Linked DNA regions of Zea mays: region 2 is linked to region 1. A link is a contact called in public Hi-C data. All regions are on one chromosome and are shown on one strand. Each heading gives the region's core, a stretch centred on a gene start, on an enhancer-like site or on the middle of the called end of the contact. The rest is flanking DNA. Distances are from core to core; before and after follow the strand shown.

Evidence for each region. A called contact is a pair of places that touch in the nucleus more often than the background predicts.
Region 2: a contact with region 1 is called in a Hi-C map of leaf, with 5 times the contacts expected there. The contact joins the promoter of LOC100272546 here to the promoter of LOC100281736 in region 1. A contact is called at or near these places in 2 of 25 Hi-C or Micro-C datasets (ear and leaf).

The regions. Positions count from the first base shown.
Region 1 is chr3:170,872,093-170,877,719 of Zm-B73-REFERENCE-NAM-5.0, reverse strand. It overlaps LOC100281736 (peptide transporter PTR2), which reads left to right and starts at 3,101. Exons shown (of 5, transcript NM_001154656.2): 1 at 3,101-3,346; 2 at 3,534-3,719; 3 at 3,872-4,089; 4 at 4,272-4,774; 5 at 5,425-5,627. The coding sequence starts at 3,626.
Region 2 is chr3:171,052,571-171,057,995 of Zm-B73-REFERENCE-NAM-5.0, reverse strand. It overlaps LOC100272546, which reads left to right and starts at 3,289. Exons shown (of 7, transcript NM_001147014.1): 1 at 3,289-3,545; 2 at 3,836-3,973; 3 at 4,078-4,137; 4 at 4,239-4,481; 5 at 4,582-4,767; 6 at 4,877-5,125; 7 at 5,231-5,425. The coding sequence starts at 3,869. LOC100384162 (putative recA DNA recombination family protein) reads right to left here and starts at 2,641. Exons shown (of 8, transcript NM_001176740.1): 1 at 2,509-2,641. The coding sequence starts at 2,583.

The DNA of each region.
Region 1 (5,627 bases), core at 1,852-4,351:
TCTCTCTCTTTTTGCTTGGACTGGGCAAAAACTGATCTATACTCATACTACAACAACACGACGCGGCAAAGCAACTTAATTACTTGAGAACTGTGTCGTTTCTACCCATCATGGTATTTGCATCATGAACATGACTGTCACGCAACAGAATAATGACCTGGAGCAAGCATCAGTGGTGCCCTGCCTCCAACGCTTTTGTTTCACAAGTGCAAACATCATCAGATCCACACCGCCGAGCCAGCCTAACAGTCAGCAGTTTGCGTTTTAACCCTGTAGCCAGTAGTTTACACGATCCACGTCAGTCAATGTTTTTAGTTACTAAGTGGATGTTTGGTTTATAGGGACTAAACATTAGTCCCTCCACTTTATTCCATTTTAGTTCATAAATTGTTAAATAAGGAAACTAAAATAAAGTTTTAGTTTCTATATTTAGTAAATTAGGGACTAAAATGAAATAAAATTGAGGGACTAAAAATTAGTCCCTAGAAACCAAACACCCCTTAAGTAAAGCATCGCAGCTAGAGACAACACCTCTGGTTGGGCCAGTCAGAAATCGAACATTCATCGTGGCCTACAAGCTCGCAGAAAATTCTGGTTGCGCTAGTCCTAAGCAACAACAGGGGGGGCTTGCTCAGCAAAACAAGCTGCTGCCAGGGCCGAAAATTTTGGCCCAAGATCGAGCAGCAGCTCCTCGTACTCTCTCTTTTTCATCTCCTTTCATGTGCTATCTGCACCAAATGATGGGCCAAAGCAAATTTAGCACAAGGGATAACAAATCTTAGCAAAATTTCTACACTCCCTCCGTTCCAAAATGCTAGTCGTTATAGCGCTAGATTTCTATGTCAATATTCATATGGATGATTATGAACATAGACATATATATAGAACACATACATTAATTATTATATTCATATGGATGATTATGAACATAGACATTTCTACTCCCTCCAGTAAAAAGGTAAAACGGGTTTTAATTCGGGACGAATGGAGTAGATGACACTAGATGACACTAACAAGTGCAACTGTGCAAGGCTTTGATCAAGTGAATGATTACTACTCCCTCCGTCCCAAGATATAAGGCGTAACCATTTTTTATTCTTGTCCCACAATATAAGGCGTGCTCTCTCTATGCATACGTATATCGATGCAGTGGTATAGAGACAATTAAATGCATTTCTTGGTCTTTGAACCAGAGGTGGTTACGCCTTATATCGTGGGACGGAGGGAGTAGATGGTTGTGATTTTTTATAATAAATCTGTCTATAGCTCACTTCTTACCCTAAGTTAGATCTTTTATTCTCTGTTTTTCTCACGCTTTTCATAAGTAGATTTATATTTTCTAGATTGCTCAGTTGAAGACATGATGTTGATAGTTGGATCTTGAAACACCAGATGTCTAGTAAACTAATAAACATGCACAAACCAGATGAAAAGAATAATCAAACTACTATACTTATTAAAGGCCCTTTTTGGATTGCGGAATTTTTTTTGTTTCCTGCATTTTTACTGTGAAAGTGAACTGATTTTTATGAATCCTTGTATAATTTCTCTAAAATTCTTGCATTCCAAAGGAGGCCTAAAATATATACTAACAGAATAGGTGAATAAAAAATTAATAAATAACTTATATTGGCTATCAGACAAAAAGACACCTGTGGGCTAGTAAATAAAGTTATGATCTTGCGAACTGTAAATTGATCTATTCGCTTCTAGACATCTGCCGCGTAGGAAATATCTTGGGGACATGTACAAGGGCACCAGCCGCATACCCCTATGTCTGGCAGGGGCGGACCCAGTGGGTGGTCTATATAGGCCACGACATCCTAAGATCATATAATATTAATTAGCATAGTGGTGTAAGTACTATCTTTTGAACTTGGCAGTCAATGTTCGAGTCTTGTTGATATCTTTTTTATGATATTTTCTTGATACACCCTAAGCATAGCAGCTGGGTCTGCTACTGATGGCCGGGCCTATAGTAGACTAGTGTAGCCCTAGCAATGCCTCATGAAATAGAGAGACAAAACAACTGAACAGCCTTTTTAGGATATATTTCACAGCTGTCTTATCTCCTGTCTCATCTATTATTTTAAACTTTATTAATAAATAATGTTATTTATAGTGTAAACAACATTTTTTATAACTAGGAGCAAAGGGTCGCCTAAACGGTGTTGGCGGTGACGACTACGACGGATGGGACGCGACGCGTCCAGTAAAGCCAAAATTACTGGTCGCCGTTTTCCGCACGCACCATGATGAATAGTCGCCAAGAAAAACAAGCATATCTGACACTGTCTCCATATCCACGGCGGTCGACGTCCCATCTCCTCAAATTCCGTGAACCGAACGCATGGCGCGCCGGCGAGGCGCGATTGGCCGCCGTGAACATCCCCCTACGGCCCTGCCGGCTGCCTCGTCGACCTGGTGGCATGCTCCGATCCGTTACTGTTAGCCAACTCCGATCCGTCTTTTTGAACCCACGCTGCAACCAAACATAGACCGGTAACCATTCACAGTAAAGGATACAGGTGCAATAAGTTCCATTCCCAACCACTACCGGTTGCGGAACCAAAGTACCAAACAGCACGCTAGTGGGCACTGATAAATGAGAATATAGAAATCTATCTGATAACGAGCTCTGCCAGTGCCACCATCGTCGAAACTCGGCAGCACTAGCGCACGATCCCAACCAAATCATTGGCTGCACTGTATCAGTGTCAGTAGATCACGCCATCCCAATGACAAAGCCACAAAAATACATGACCGGAGAACGAGAGAGAGTTTGCCGTACGTGAGAGGCACACATGCACAAGAGCAGTGTATAATAAACGCGTGTTTCCACGGAGCTGCTGCGGAGGGGGTATACTGCTTACTGCATATCCAAAGCACCAGTCGTGCCCGTGCCGGCGGCCCACTTGCAGTGGTTTGTCCTGGCCTCCTGTCCTGTGTGAAGGCACGGCATTCTGTCTGTCTCTCTCTCTGTGTGTACTGTGACACCAGAGCGTGGAAGCATCAGGCACTGCACCGTCTGCACGAGAGCGCACATCTTCAAAGGCTAGCAGCATATTGCTATCAGCTCACAGTTCCCGCGCTGGCGCTGCTGCTATAAACAAACCTGCTGTTGCTCGCCGCTCGCTCACCAAAGACCATTGCGTGATAGATTGTACCGGTCTCGGTCTCCGTGTCTCACTCTCAAGTTGCAGCTGCCAGCAGCCAGTCATTTCGTTGGCAACCAGGGCAGAACTAAATATCCGTGGATAAGAGCTGCACTGTGTGCTGCTGAGATATCAAGAACGTAACGTACGGTGGAAGACAAGGCCCCGTTCTCGATTAGCCCAAGCCAAAGGTCCGTTCCGTTTACATCAGTTTTTTTTTCTTCAAAATATATGTGTGAACGAACAATAGTTTGCAGTACACGACCGAAACACAATATTTCATCGATTCCTTCCTTGTCTTCTCACCTCTGACGATTCTGTTTCTGAAATCTGCTTCCTGCAAAATGGTTCCATGGTCACGGAATTCGCCATGGTCAGAGTCAGAGAGAGAGAGAGAGAGTCGTACTGGTCGTCACCTGTCGAAGATTTTCGGTGTCTCCTGAGCCACAGCTGCTGCTGCTGCTGGAACCATGGAGATGGAGGCCGTGGAGTCGCACGGAGGCGCCGGGCGCCGGACGCCCAAGAGGGATCGCGGCATCTCCTGGGCCTGCGTCTTCATCCTGGGTAATAATGGCATGTCTCACATACACATCTGTTCGTAGCTTTATATATGGCCTCGCTCGCCCTCAAACCGTCTGGCTGTGGCCTCTGCACTGCATGCACCCGTACATGCATTCATGGCGGCGATGGCGGGACTCGGCCGGACATCACACCAGCGAGTAACTGCTTCCAGTTCATCGCCTACTTCGCCGTGTCGACGAACCTGGTGAACTACCTCAAGGACCGCCTGCACCAGGGCAGCAAAGCCGCCGCGAACGGCGTCACCAACTGGATGGGCACGAGCGCCATCACGCCGCTCGTCGCCGCCTTCCTCGCCGACGCCTTCCTCGGCAGATACTGGACCATCGCGCTCTTCCTGGTCATCTCCGTCCTGGTACGTACCGTACGCCGTCGTTCGATTCGTCGCCCACCACCACCACCGTCACACGTGCACGCGTGGACGCAGAGCTGCTGCAAACCAAGCTCACTTCACTCACCAGTCAGTCACCCCTGTCTTCGTCGTCGTTCAATTCGTTCTCTTGTTTTTGTTTCCGGCACGCTCGTGCGTACGCGCAGGCCTACGTGGTGCTCACGGTGAGCGCGGCGGCGGCGCTGGAGAGCGCGGCCTTCTACGCGGGGCTGTACCTGCTGGCGCTGGGCGGGGCGCTGCAGCCGGTGCTGTCGTCGTTCGGCGCCGACCAGTTCGACGAGGAGGAGCGCGGGCGCCAGAGCTCCTTCTTCAACTGGTTCTACCTCTCCATCAACGTCGGCTCGCTGGTCGGCGGCACCGTGCTGGTGTGGGTGCAGTCCAGCGTCAGCTGGGGGCTCGGGTACGGCATCCCGGCGCTCTTCAGCGCGCTGGCCGTCGCGGCGTTCCTGGCCGGCACCGCCACGTACCGCCGCCACCAGCCGCCGGCAGGCAGCCCGCTCACCAGGGTCGCGCAGGTCGTCGTCGCCGCGTGCAGGAAGTGCGGCGTCCAGGTGCCGGAAGACGCGTCCACGCTGCACGAGTGCGAGGACGTCGGCGGCATGTCCGCGATACAGGGGAGCCGCCGGCTCGCGCACACCGATCAGTTCAGGTCAGTAGCAACGCGTCGCATCGCAGGTTTGCAGGAGTATGTCGTTTCATGGTTAATCGTTAATAAATTTCCGGCTATAAGATTTTCGTGCGGAATCTTGAATTATTCGTCGATACCTCGATATCCAGCTATATACGTTTTAGAAGCTTGCAGCATCCAAACACTCTGAGATATATAGTTCAGATTATTATTTTACCCATACTGACAAAAAGGAACATCAAGCCCAATTTTTTTATTACTGTAAAATTCAAAAACCAGGCTACAAATCCTATGTAAAGTAATGGTAATTCTTTAACTGATCTGGACTAAGATATAAATGAAAAAAATCTAAATGTCGTGACTTCGCTATGGCCTATGGTGGAACCCATCCATCCAATCATCCAGGGCTCAGTTATGATTTTTTTAGAAGTTCGCAAGATCCGTTTGCAGATTCCATTCAAATATATCTTGGACGTAGGTACGCTGGTTGCATCTGAAAGGGACCCAACAAATGAGCAAACCCCAACACGAGCAAACATCGTTTCGCTTTAAATGTTTTCCAGAACTCGCACTGTTATTGCTGATTTGCTTTGCTTCCCGGCGGATGACGTGGCTAACATATAGAATATGTTTCTGACGCAACTAAAAACTACTATAACTGATCGCTGCAGGTTCCTGGACAAGGCAGCGTCGGTGGAGCCATCGGACGACAAGTCGCGTCCGGCGAGCGCGTGGCGTCTGTGCACGGTGACGCAGGTGGAGGAGCTCAAGTGCGTGCTCCGGCTGCTGCCGGTGTGGGCGAGCGGGATCGTGTTCGCGGCGGCGTACACGCAGATGACCACCACCTTCGTCCTGCAGGGCGACACGCTGGACC
Region 2 (5,425 bases), core at 2,040-4,539, 180 kb before region 1:
TGACAGGCCATATCAGGTATGGTGTTAAACGGGCAAGGGCCAGATCGGCACCCCCTTGGTGATGCGTCATGTCGCGGTTTAGGCACAAAGTCAAGTGAGCAAGGATCAGGTCGCTACTTCCTTAGTGGCGCACTACATTGGCGTCCAGGTATAGTGAAAATGTGCAAGGCCTTCACATCATCGATAGGTGCGAAGAGTAAGAAAGCTAGTCGGGCCAACTAGGGTTCGTCTAAGTAGTTGGAATGTAAGGTTACTTACAAATAAGTTAAGTGAGTTAGCTAAGACAGTGACTAAGAGGCATGTAAATATCTAATGCGTCCAAGAGACTAAATGGAAGGGTTGAAAAGCGAAAGAGGTGGAATGGACAATACCTGCTTTAAGCTTTGGTACACGGGGACAACTGCAAATAGAAATGGAGGAGTTTTGATTGATAAGAACCTCAAGAAAGGTGTGGTGGATGTGAGAAAGCAAGGAGATAGGATTATCTTAGTAAAGCTTATTGTGGGTGATTTGGTCTTGAACGTAATTAGCATGTATGCCCCCAAGTAGGCCACAATGGGAGTCCTAAGAGACTTATCTGGAAAGACTTAGATGGCATGGTAATCATGGTTAGAGATACACCTATTAGTGAGAAGTTTTTCATAGGAGATCTCAATGGGCATGTAGATACAACAAGTGTAAGTTTTGAGGCGGTTCATGAAGGTTTTGAGTATGGTAGTAGGAATCAGGAGGAAGAGGAATCTTGGACTTTGCGGTAGCTTTGACATGTTAATAGCCAACACTTTCTTTAGGAAGAGACCTCCATTTAGTGACCTATATTAGTGGCCAACACTAGTAAGATTGACTTTGTCCTCATGAGAAAAGAGGATAAACAACCATGCTTGGATTGTAAGCTGATACCTGGAACTGTATTTCAACATAAGCTTGTGGTGACGGTCTTTTATTTCTAGGTGCGGGCCCATAGAGATAAACAAGCCAAAATTGCGAGAACAAAGTAGTGGAAAGTGGAGGGGAGAAAGCAGAGGTCTTCAAGGAAAAGACCATCAAAGAGGGCATTTGGAAGGAAGAATACATAAACAACATGTGAAAGAAGATGGCAACCTACACATGGAAGGTGGCCTCAGAGGTGTGTGGGGCAACTAAAGGGAGTGAAGGCGAAACTGAAGATACTTGGTAGTAGAATGACAAAGTCCAAAGGCAGAGCAGAGCAGGGCAGTGGAGCAGAGCAGAGCAGGGCGGTGCGCCGAGTGAAGCAGAGCATGGTGAAGGGTAGGCGAAGTAGCTGATGGGGAAGGGGAGGCGAAGTAGCTGATGGGGAAGGGAAGGAGAGGCAGAGGAGGGGGTGAAGATGATGGCGACAATGATTTCTCCTTGGCTGGCAATGGCGACAATGATTTCTCCTTGGCTGGCAATGGCGGTTTGTTTGCCCACTTTTTAGTCTTAAATACTACTGCTTGTTTCACCCTGCCTAAACCTAGGCATTCGGCACGACAACCCCAGTCGATGTCTAGGGATCCTCGCCACAACGCCTTGCTCTCCAGGCACCCGCCGTGTTGGCTTCAGGCAAGGCGACACACCATGGCGAGTCCGGGCACCTGGACACCTAGTCAGCGCCTAGGCATCGCCTAGGGGACACCGTGTTAACCAAGCATGGATGACTTCTCGATTAGAATAGGACTAACCAAATATTTGATATGTCTTTCCATTTCTGCAGTAGGTTCTACCCCTGGACTACAGGACTAGGAACAATTGGTGAAGAAGAATAAAGATTTTGCTTCACAACGACGGTTTCCATAAGTTATCTATCTTTACATTATTTGCCATGTATTAGTTTTTAGCATACTTTTGTCACAACCCTACCATGATTTGGCCCAGGGCTTCACTTAATCCTGGTCGGCCACTGCGCGATAGCAATGAGAAAAGAGAAAGAAAAGTTGTTACGGAAAGAGGCAATAAAAGAAGACTTGAAAGGATGAAGTATAACTAAAAATATAGTCTTAAATAGGAGTCTATATTGAATTTTACCTCTAATTTATGGGTTTTATTGAAATTTAACAGCATACGCCAACTTATTTGGGAATAAAAAATTTGTTGTTGTCGTTGTTGTTCTTGTTTTCACACAATAGGAAAAGAAATCTACCACACAGTAAGATCAAATAACATTTCCAAATAGGAAAGTGATATTCGGGCGGCGCTCAATAAAGCAGGTAAAAGCAAGAGATAAACCTACAAATTAAGTTATGGGATAAAGTCATAAAACACGTTGACACGGAGCTACAAGGGTTCACCCGGTCACTAATTGAGATTGAAATCGAGAGGGATCAGCCCCACAGACCGTGATCATGCATACAAACGATCAAACTCCCGCGACCAAACTAGGACTCACTCTCAATCAGCATAGTAGAAAACTCAACTAAACGCATCGAGCATTCGACCGAGAATCGCCAGTCGCCAACCCAGCCCAGCCATAAGAAAGCTTAAATACAGAAGAGAAAGCGAGGGTTGGACCTCAGGGTGAAAAGAAGAGGCGGCGGCGGCGGCAATGACGCGCCGCAGCGACGCGCGCCTGAGGAGGGTCGTCATGGAGCCGGCTTCGCCTCCAACCGCTGCAAGTCGCGCGGATGAGGGCGGAGGCGAGAGGTGAGGGGCTAGGGTTTAGGGGTTTTGCGGGACTCAGGGTTTTTTTTTTTTTTTTTTGGCTGCGCTCCGCCGCCTCTCCGGGCTCCTCCAACTCCAACTCCGGGTGTCGGGATTCGGGAGAGCGCCCGCGGGCCGGCGCTTGCTGTGTACACTCCGATTGACCGACCGTAGACCCGAAAATACCTGATGAGCAGAGTCTGTTTGTGAGGGTCTCGGAATAACTGATGAGTCATGACCACAGTCTGTGGATGTGGTCCACGAATGGTTTTGTTGACTGCAAGTGGGTCCTCGTATACGAGATCCAATTTTTTGTTTTGACGGTTCTTTTATCGCCAGTGGGCTGGCGCAGAAGCCTCTCATGGCCCATCATCAGTTAACTGAATCGGCGTGGCGTGGCCCATCTGCCATCTTCGTCTATCCCTTTCATTTCATCTCAGTTTTGCAGTTTCTACTGCTGTCTTCGCTCCGAAATCCAACCGAAATCTCAGAGGTCAGAGGAAAGTAGGAAACCTCGTTCGGGAACCTGCTTTGAGTGAGACTCCAATCCTTGGGCGCCATTGCCGCCTGTTTTTTGTGCTCGGAAAGGTGCGTTTATTTCCCTGTCCGGGGCGCTTTCCCTTCTCTTCCCGTTGCTTATCCACGTGGGGTTGCCGTGAATCCACCGTCTTCTCCGCCTACAATCTCTCAGCAAAACCACCAAAGCCAGCTGCTCATTTGGGGGAAGACCTTCTTTGAGTGAGGTCCAACCCTTGGGGGCCATTTCAACCTTCGTCCTCCGCAATAAAAGTTGGGCAATCCTATGTCAGTCACTTCTCTTCTAGCCCAACCCATTCCATCGCTGTTTGCTCCTTCTCCCGCGCCTTCGAGAGCTCGCCGAAACCGAACCTCCCGGCGGCGTTTCTTAGGTAACTCCGGCATTAGTCTTTGTGCTTGTGGTCAGGGAAAGACAGCACACATGGATCAGTTGAACATGTGGTGTAGAAAAACTGGTGGTCGAAAATGTGAAATGATCCGTCTACTTCATGCATCTGTTTTCTACATTTTTCTTCTTATTTTTTCGGATTACTGTTACACACTTCCATATGAACAACTGGGCATTTTCTTAAGTGATGCTCGTTCATAGCGACCTTGTATTGAACGCAATGCTAGTAATGAGCTGTATGGAACTTAGCTAACACAAACTCATATGTTGCAGGCGCTGTCTGATTCCTGTATATTTATTTTGGCAATGCTTTCAGCTGCAACAAAACTAACCATGGATGGCACTAGCTTTGACCTGACAGAGCACGAAGGTTCAAATTTGTCTCCTTTTCTACTCAAACTTTTTAATGAGGTTTGTAACTTTTACATGTCTTAGACACATCATTTCTGCATTACAATTATGATTTGTATCGAAAGAAATGCTAGTTGAAGTATAAACATGAACGGTCATTGCAGTGGGATGATCGCAAGACAAGGGGCTTGTTTCACCATGACATCAGTTCCTGTGAAACAAAGGTTTTTTTTTTCAAGATCTGATTCTCTCCTGTTAACTGGCCATGGCCAGGTGTCTTTTGTTGATTTCATTTCTCGCTTAATTTTGCATGATCATGCCATAGGTGCTACCTGGAGTACATAATTTTGTGGCAACATTAATTGAAGGACGTGACCAAAAGAAGCGGCCAACTGAGTTCACAATGAACCAAGTTCTCCAGCCATTTGTTAGTGAGAAGTTCAATTTCACAAAAGTCAGCCCGTTGGAGGTGATCTTTAGATTCAATGACACTGAGAAAGATTCTGCACAATATTTTGATGGTGTTCCTGATACTGTTTCAGCTTCTTCTAGTGCCATCTTGATTAATGTCAGTGCCCCCTCCCCCCCAAAAAAAAAAATACTTAACACTGTACTGATAGATATACGGCATGATTTGATTAACATTTTTGTCATCTTCCGTGTCATAGGTGAGCCCAATTGGCTACTGCCATGTGCTATTGACTCCCAAGATCCAGGACTGTTTGCCGCAAAGGATTGATCAAGAGAGCTTCTTAATAGCCATGTATGTTGCAAGAGAAGCAAGGACTCCCTTCTTCAGAGTTGGTTATAACAGCCTGGGCGGCTTTGCAACTATCAACCACCTTCACTTCCAGGTTAGTATTTAGAATGTCTCGATGTCATATACTTCTGGTTGCAGCATGGCAATTGACAACTGTCTGTATATTGCAATCCTCAAAGTAAGTCATATATTTCGTTCACTAGGCATACTACCTGAAAGTACAGTATCCAGTTGAAAAGGCAATCACGGAGAAGCTCAAGACCCTAGGGAATAGCGTGAGCATTTTTCACCTGGTGGATTACCCAGTCAATGGCTTTGTGTTCGAAGGTGGTGCGAGCCTGGAAGATTTGTCAGATGTGGTCTCCAAAGTCTGCATCTTCCTGCAAGAGAACAACAGACCTTTCAATGTCCTCATCTCTGAATCTGGCAAGAGAATTTTCCTTCTACCACAGGTATTCCCATGCGACCTCAGTTGTGTATAAGCTCTGAAACAAATGTTCACAACACGTCCTTCAGTAATGTGTTGATGTTTATCTCCACCAAAATCGATTGGCCAGTGCTATGCGGAGAAGCAGCTCCTCGGAAAGGCGAGCCAAGAGTTCCTGGACATGAGAATCAATCCAGCAATCTGGGAGCTCAGTGGCCATCTGGTACTGAAGCGGAGGAAGGACTACGAGGAGGCCTCTGAAGCAAACATATGCAGGTTTTTGGTTGAAGCAGCTCTTTCTGAAACAGAATTTCAGGAGCTGAAC